Linked DNA regions of Macaca mulatta: region 2 is linked to region 1. A link is a contact called in public Hi-C data. All regions are on one chromosome and are shown on one strand. The core of a region is the stretch at or near the end of the contact, and the rest is flanking DNA. Distances in the headings are between cores, read along the strand shown. Region 1 holds the start of NAPB (NSF attachment protein beta). Region 2 holds the start of GZF1 (GDNF inducible zinc finger protein 1).

Evidence for each region. Hi-C and Micro-C count contacts between places; a contact is called where the count stands out from the background.
Region 2: a Hi-C map of fetal cortex germinal zone shows a contact between it and region 1, with 2.6 times the contacts expected there. The contact joins the promoter of GZF1 here to the promoter of NAPB in region 1. A contact is called at or near these places in 5 of 14 Hi-C or Micro-C datasets (CD4 T cells, blood, cortical neurons and 2 more).

The regions. Positions count from the first base shown.
Region 1 is chr10:60,606,301-60,609,000 of T2T-MMU8v2.0, forward strand. It overlaps NAPB (NSF attachment protein beta), which reads left to right and starts at 1,406. Exons shown (of 10, transcript XM_077951098.1): 1 at 1,406-1,595. The coding sequence starts at 1,498. LOC114670431 (a long non-coding RNA gene) reads right to left here and starts at 2,700. Exons shown (of 2, transcript XR_003720024.2): 1 at 2,161-2,700.
Region 2 is chr10:60,670,537-60,673,243 of T2T-MMU8v2.0, forward strand. GZF1 (GDNF inducible zinc finger protein 1) reads right to left here and starts at 1,391. Exons shown (of 6, transcript XM_077951095.1): 1 at 1,358-1,391.

The DNA of each region.
Region 1 (2,700 bases), core at 156-2,655:
AATCTAGAACTGTGTGCTTTAGAATAGGGGTAGATTTCAAAATGTGCATTTTCTAGACCCCAGCTGCAAGAGACCTTGATACCAAAACCCAGTGGCCTAGCAATCAGTATTTCTTAAATATCCATTAGAGCTTCTGCATCAAACCACGTTTGGGAACTGATTTAATCAACACACTGATTTACTTAGGAGTTTTTGATTTAGCCTCACTCCATTAAACGCCCATAGATTGCTCTGCTTTCCAAATGCTTATGTTCACTTTTTACGGTTTTTCTCTGATGTCCCCTGCATTTACGGTCACCTCCAACTTCCTGCCTCCTTCTCTCTCCAAAAGCACACAGATCAGCTTTTCAAAGTTAGAATAACGCATGTAGTAATCGTAAATAAACTGCATGAAGAGCTGAGATTTCTTTCTATCTCTACAGAGGCCTGAAATGTATGAACTCTGTGATATGTGCTTTAGTCAACTTTCTTTCTAGGAGTTTGGCCCCTCTTGCCTTGCTCTCTACAGACAGTCTTCATTTTTTAAAATTTTGCATGCCAGTGCCCAGAGTGTATTTATTAATAGTTTGAAACTGTCATAAATCCTCAGCATCTCTGCCTTAGCACTGCCAAGCTTGAATGGTCTAGACATTGTATTCAAAAATAACTCCCTCTGGGACAGGCCTGAAAGTCTCTGGCACAGGATTCCATCTATCTATGGATACTTCTCCTAGGAGATTAAAAGTCTTCCTGGCAGGCACAAATTTTGTCCCTGGAGATCCATCCACTATGGCCAGTATTATGTAAAGGATAAGAGTTCAGTGGTTGATATCCACTGAATATAATTCAGTCAACAAAAGAGTGGATTGTGCATATATTGCATATATGCAACTCATTTATAACCAAGGAAGAGAGGACCAACAGAAAGTTAGTTTGGGGAGATTTAAAAATAACTGAACTTATATTGGGGAAGTCTTGCTCTTGGAGATAAAAATGGCTTTTATTGCCAGCTGTTGCTCATTTTTTGGTAGGCGTTATCAAGCATGTGATGCTTTGGTGGCTACACCAGATTCTCTTTTGCAGAACTTGCATGTAGGGTGTGGGTTCCATCCAATCTGTTATCCCCCTGTTCCTTCATCCATCCCATTGCCATGCGAGTTTTACTGAGTAGGTGATATTTACTAGAGGCCACGGATCATTTACCATATCCTCATACCTAAAAGATTAAAGTTCACCTTGGCCCAGGACCCCTCTGGGTGGTCACGCCCCCTGCGCCGATGTCCCGGGAGTTAGCTGTGCGTATGCTCGGCTCACACACACCCCTCTCCGGGGCCTCCTGGGAACTGTAGTAGGCGGCTCGCGCATCCCCGCCCCCATGACAGGACCTGGGCTACAGCTCCCGAAAGGCCTCGCGCGTCGCGCCTGCGCCTGCGCCCCTGCGGCCGCCAGAGGGAGGGCTAAGGCGCCTGGGCGCGCAGCGAGCCGGCTGAGGGGGCTGTGGCGGCTGCGGCTGGCAACATGGACAACGCGGGGAAGGAGCGTGAGGCGGTACAGCTGATGGCGGAGGCCGAGAAGCGAGTCAAGGCCTCCCACTCCTTCCTCCGAGGGCTGTTTGGGTGAGCGCCAGACCGTGCGTGCCCTAGGGGGTCTCGGTACTTGGCCCCCTTCCTTTCACGCTGACCCCCCGAGTCCCCCACGCCACCTCTGGGACCCTCAGACCACGCCTAGGGGCCCTCAGCCTGCAGGCGTCCTCCAGAAATCCTGTAGGGCCCCCTAGCGCCCCCTGGAGTCCCCAGGACGCCCCGGGGCCCTCAGTCGGCACGCGCCCTCCGGAGACCCCACAGGGCCCCCCAGGATCCCTGGAAACCCCGCATCCTCCCAGGGGCTCTCAGCCCCCACGCGCACTTTAGAGACCCCCTAGGGCCGGCAGAACCCCCCAGGGTTCCTCAGCCCCCACATGCCCTCCAGATCCCCTAACACGCCCCCTTGGAATCCCCAGAGTCTCACAGGGACCCTCAGCCCCCACGCGCCTTTCAGAGAACCCCTAGGACCCCCAGATCCCCCCAAGCGCCCCAGGAAGCCCCTAGAACACTCTAGGGGGGCTGTCAGCCCCACGCGCCCTCTGGAGACCCCGGATCTTCCCCGTCGCCCTGGCCCGGGTTGGTGCGGGGGTCCCACTACCTAGCAGGTCAGCAGCTCCCTGAGGGCCGGGGGCGGGGTAGCCCGGGGCGCTCGTGGGGCCCCCTTCTCCGTGCGTGGCGAGTCGTATTGGTGCATTTCGCCACGTTGAAGCCCGTATCGCTCCGGAGACCGGTCCGGGTGAGGCGCGCCCGGGAGGAACCGGAGGGGTCAGTGCAGGGGCCGCCCCTGGCGCCTGGCACGCGCTGCTGGGGGCGTCCTGCCTGCTGGTGGGCCCCGCGGGGGAGGGGGCTGCCAGGCGCCGGATCCAGAGCTGGTGTGCTTGTTGGCCTCCCGCCAGGGGCCTTGCGCCGAGTACACCTTTAGTAAATACTTGAATAATGAACGAACGTATTTTCTCAGCATAGTATTTTTCCTTCTCCGGAGATTGATTGATAGCCAGGGCCTCCTGTTTGATTAACGGTGACGCTGCTCCGGTTTAAGTCAGCGCCCTTTGGGAATCCCGTTAATCTCCTGTAATTCTTCCTTGCTCTCTTAAGGAGGATTTTGAATTCCAAGCTCTCAAAAAGCAGAGCCCGCACT
Region 2 (2,707 bases), core at 141-2,640, 64 kb after region 1:
TTTGTTTTTGTTTTTGTTTTTGAGACGGAGTCTCGCTCTGTCGCCCAGGCTGGAGTGCAGTGGCACGATCTCGGCTCACTGCAAGCTCCACCTCCCGGGTTCACGCCATTCTCCTGCCTCAGCCTCCCGAGTAGCTGGGACTACAGGCGCCCGCCACCACGCCCAGCTAATTTTTTTTGTATTTTTAGTAGAAACGGGGTTTCACCTTGTTAGCCAGGATGGTCTCGATGATCTCCTGACCTCGTGATTCGCCCGCCTCGGCCTCCCAAAGTGCTGGGATTACAGGCGTGAGCCACCACGCCCGGCCTACCTATGAGGTTTGATCAATGTCGCCTGAAGGAGACGCCACAGTAAACTGTGAGAACACTGACAAAGCCTAAGCAAGGGATCTATAAGAGTGGGGCGGGGTTTCAGTGGTCCCAGCCCCAGCCTGGGGAAACAAGGCTGCAGAGGGCTGTCAGCCTGATGCCCATACACACTGCCAGCCCTGACTTCCCCAGACCTCTGCCAACAGGGCCCTCGAGGGGACCTGATTTCTCAATCAACAAAGTGGGTCTGAGCGCGATTTCCTATGTTGCTTGGCTACTGGAGTGCAGACACTGGAAGTGGCGACAGGGCCGTCTGCGGCCGGTGACAGCTGCGTGTCCGCCGAAGCTCATTGGCATTCTGGCCGCCTCCCAGTGCGCCCGGCATCTGCACCAACGTCGGCGGCCCCTGAATCCCCGAGGCTCACGGGGCCAGAACCCTTCCCAGGAGACGCTGCTACCGGCAGCCCCGTCCACGGCCACAGGGGCCGGGCTTCCAGGAGGGCTTAAAGCCGCCGCTGTCCTCGCCATCCTCACGGCACCTCCCACCCTGCCCGCGCCACTTGGCCTCCCCAGCGCCCGGACGCCGCTTGGCCACTCCAAAGACCACCCGGAGTACAAACTACTGCAGCCACAGAGAAGCCCCTCCTCGTCCTGACGCGCCGCCTCCCAACGCGGGCATCCGGGGCCGCGTGGATCAGGCCCTCGGGCCGCCCCCTGCCCCCGCTCCCGCATCCCCGAGACCCCGCAGTTCCTCAGAGCAGCCGGGGAGCGCGGACGACAGGAAGGCGGCGGCGGGCGGCGAGGGGCCGGGGCCAGGCCTGCGGGCCACGCACTCACCTTCCAGCCGGCGCCCCCGCTGCCGCCCCTGTCCGCTGGACCAGGCCGGTAGGAACGGCCGGCCCGGCTGGGCGGGGCGTGGTACCCTGCGCGGGCACCGCCGATTGGTCACTGAAGGCCCCTCCCCTACCGCGGTCGGCCCCGCCCCTGGCGGGGCTGAGGAAGCGGCTGAGCGCGCAAGTCGGGCAGCGTAGCTGTTTAGGCAGAGTTACCTGATCTGACGTACACGGGGCCGCGCGACTGACTGGCGACCCCGGATTGCGTCACCCGCCGCATTGCGTCACCCGCCGCGAGCCAAGACCTGCGCCGGCGCAGGAGACACCGACGTCTGCACTGCGGCACGCCACAGCGGGGCGGAGCCAGTCGCGAAAGGTCACGTGAGCGTTCGAGGCGCGTGGTCACTTTCGCGTCCGTTCCTGGCTTCTGGCCGCGGGGCGCCAGAGCTTCCTTGTCCCAGCAGCCTGCGGTCAGGGTGTGCCCTGCAGTTCGCTTCCTACTAAGAGCTGCTCAGGTCCCCGAGGCCGAGCGCACCCGCAGGGCACCGTGGCCACGCGAGGGACCTCGCGTAAAGCCGGGCTTGGAGCTGGCACTCGCCGTGGCTATTGGGGGTGCAGCCGCGCGCAGATGCCTCTACGGTTGCTGGAGAACAGGCGCCAGGCGGGGCGCGGCGCTCTCCTCTGGGGTGCTTTTTCCACGGTGCCCCCGCCCCTGCTGGGGGACCCGGCGCGCCAGGAGCCGGGACTGCACCCTGAGGTCTTTATTGCAGGGCTTTATTTTTCCAGGAGTTCCCTGTCACTACAGAATTCCTCAGAGACCCATCCACTCTTCTGGGGAAAGCACAATTAATGCCCTAAGATTCGCTGACTCCTCGAAATCTTGCTGTTTCCACCAATTCTTGCTCAATACTAACTAAAGCCCGCTTTGAAACACCTGCCTTAAGTCAGACTTCCAGTTCTCCATAAACTGACTGCCTTTTGCTCCCAACCATTGCTAAAGCTTTGCCAGGTCATGCTGTCCCTTACTGTGGCCCGCAGTTAACTCAGCCTTGTCTTATCGATAGGTTGAGTTTGTAATGTTTGGGGACTGTCAAGACAAGTACAAATTTAAAATAAGAGGTTTATTACTTCCTGTTGAAAATAAAAGATTTCCCTCCCTTTTTCTTTGAACATTTACTTTTAGAAAACTGGTAATTAGTGTACGTACTTTTTCCACTCTTTGAAATATATAAATCCTTTTGAAGACTAGGCCTTTTTGTCCGCTTTTTAACCTAGATACATGTTTCTCTAGGACCTTAAGTATCAAGGGAACTAATGCCCCTATCTCCCAGTTTTAATGGGAGAGTAGGAGCCTAACTTCAGTGGGCCCTTTGCTCCAACTTACAAAATTATCTCATAAAGATACAAGTTTCTTTTTCCTCTAGATAAAGCCAATTGGCTAACACAAAGGATCACCCCAATATCAGGTTAGATGAACTGTGTGTGATGAAAAGTGCTGCCAAGTTCCTTTGAGAACTACTTATTGTTTATCTTGAAAACGTGTGTAATGGATTGCTTGGCTGCACA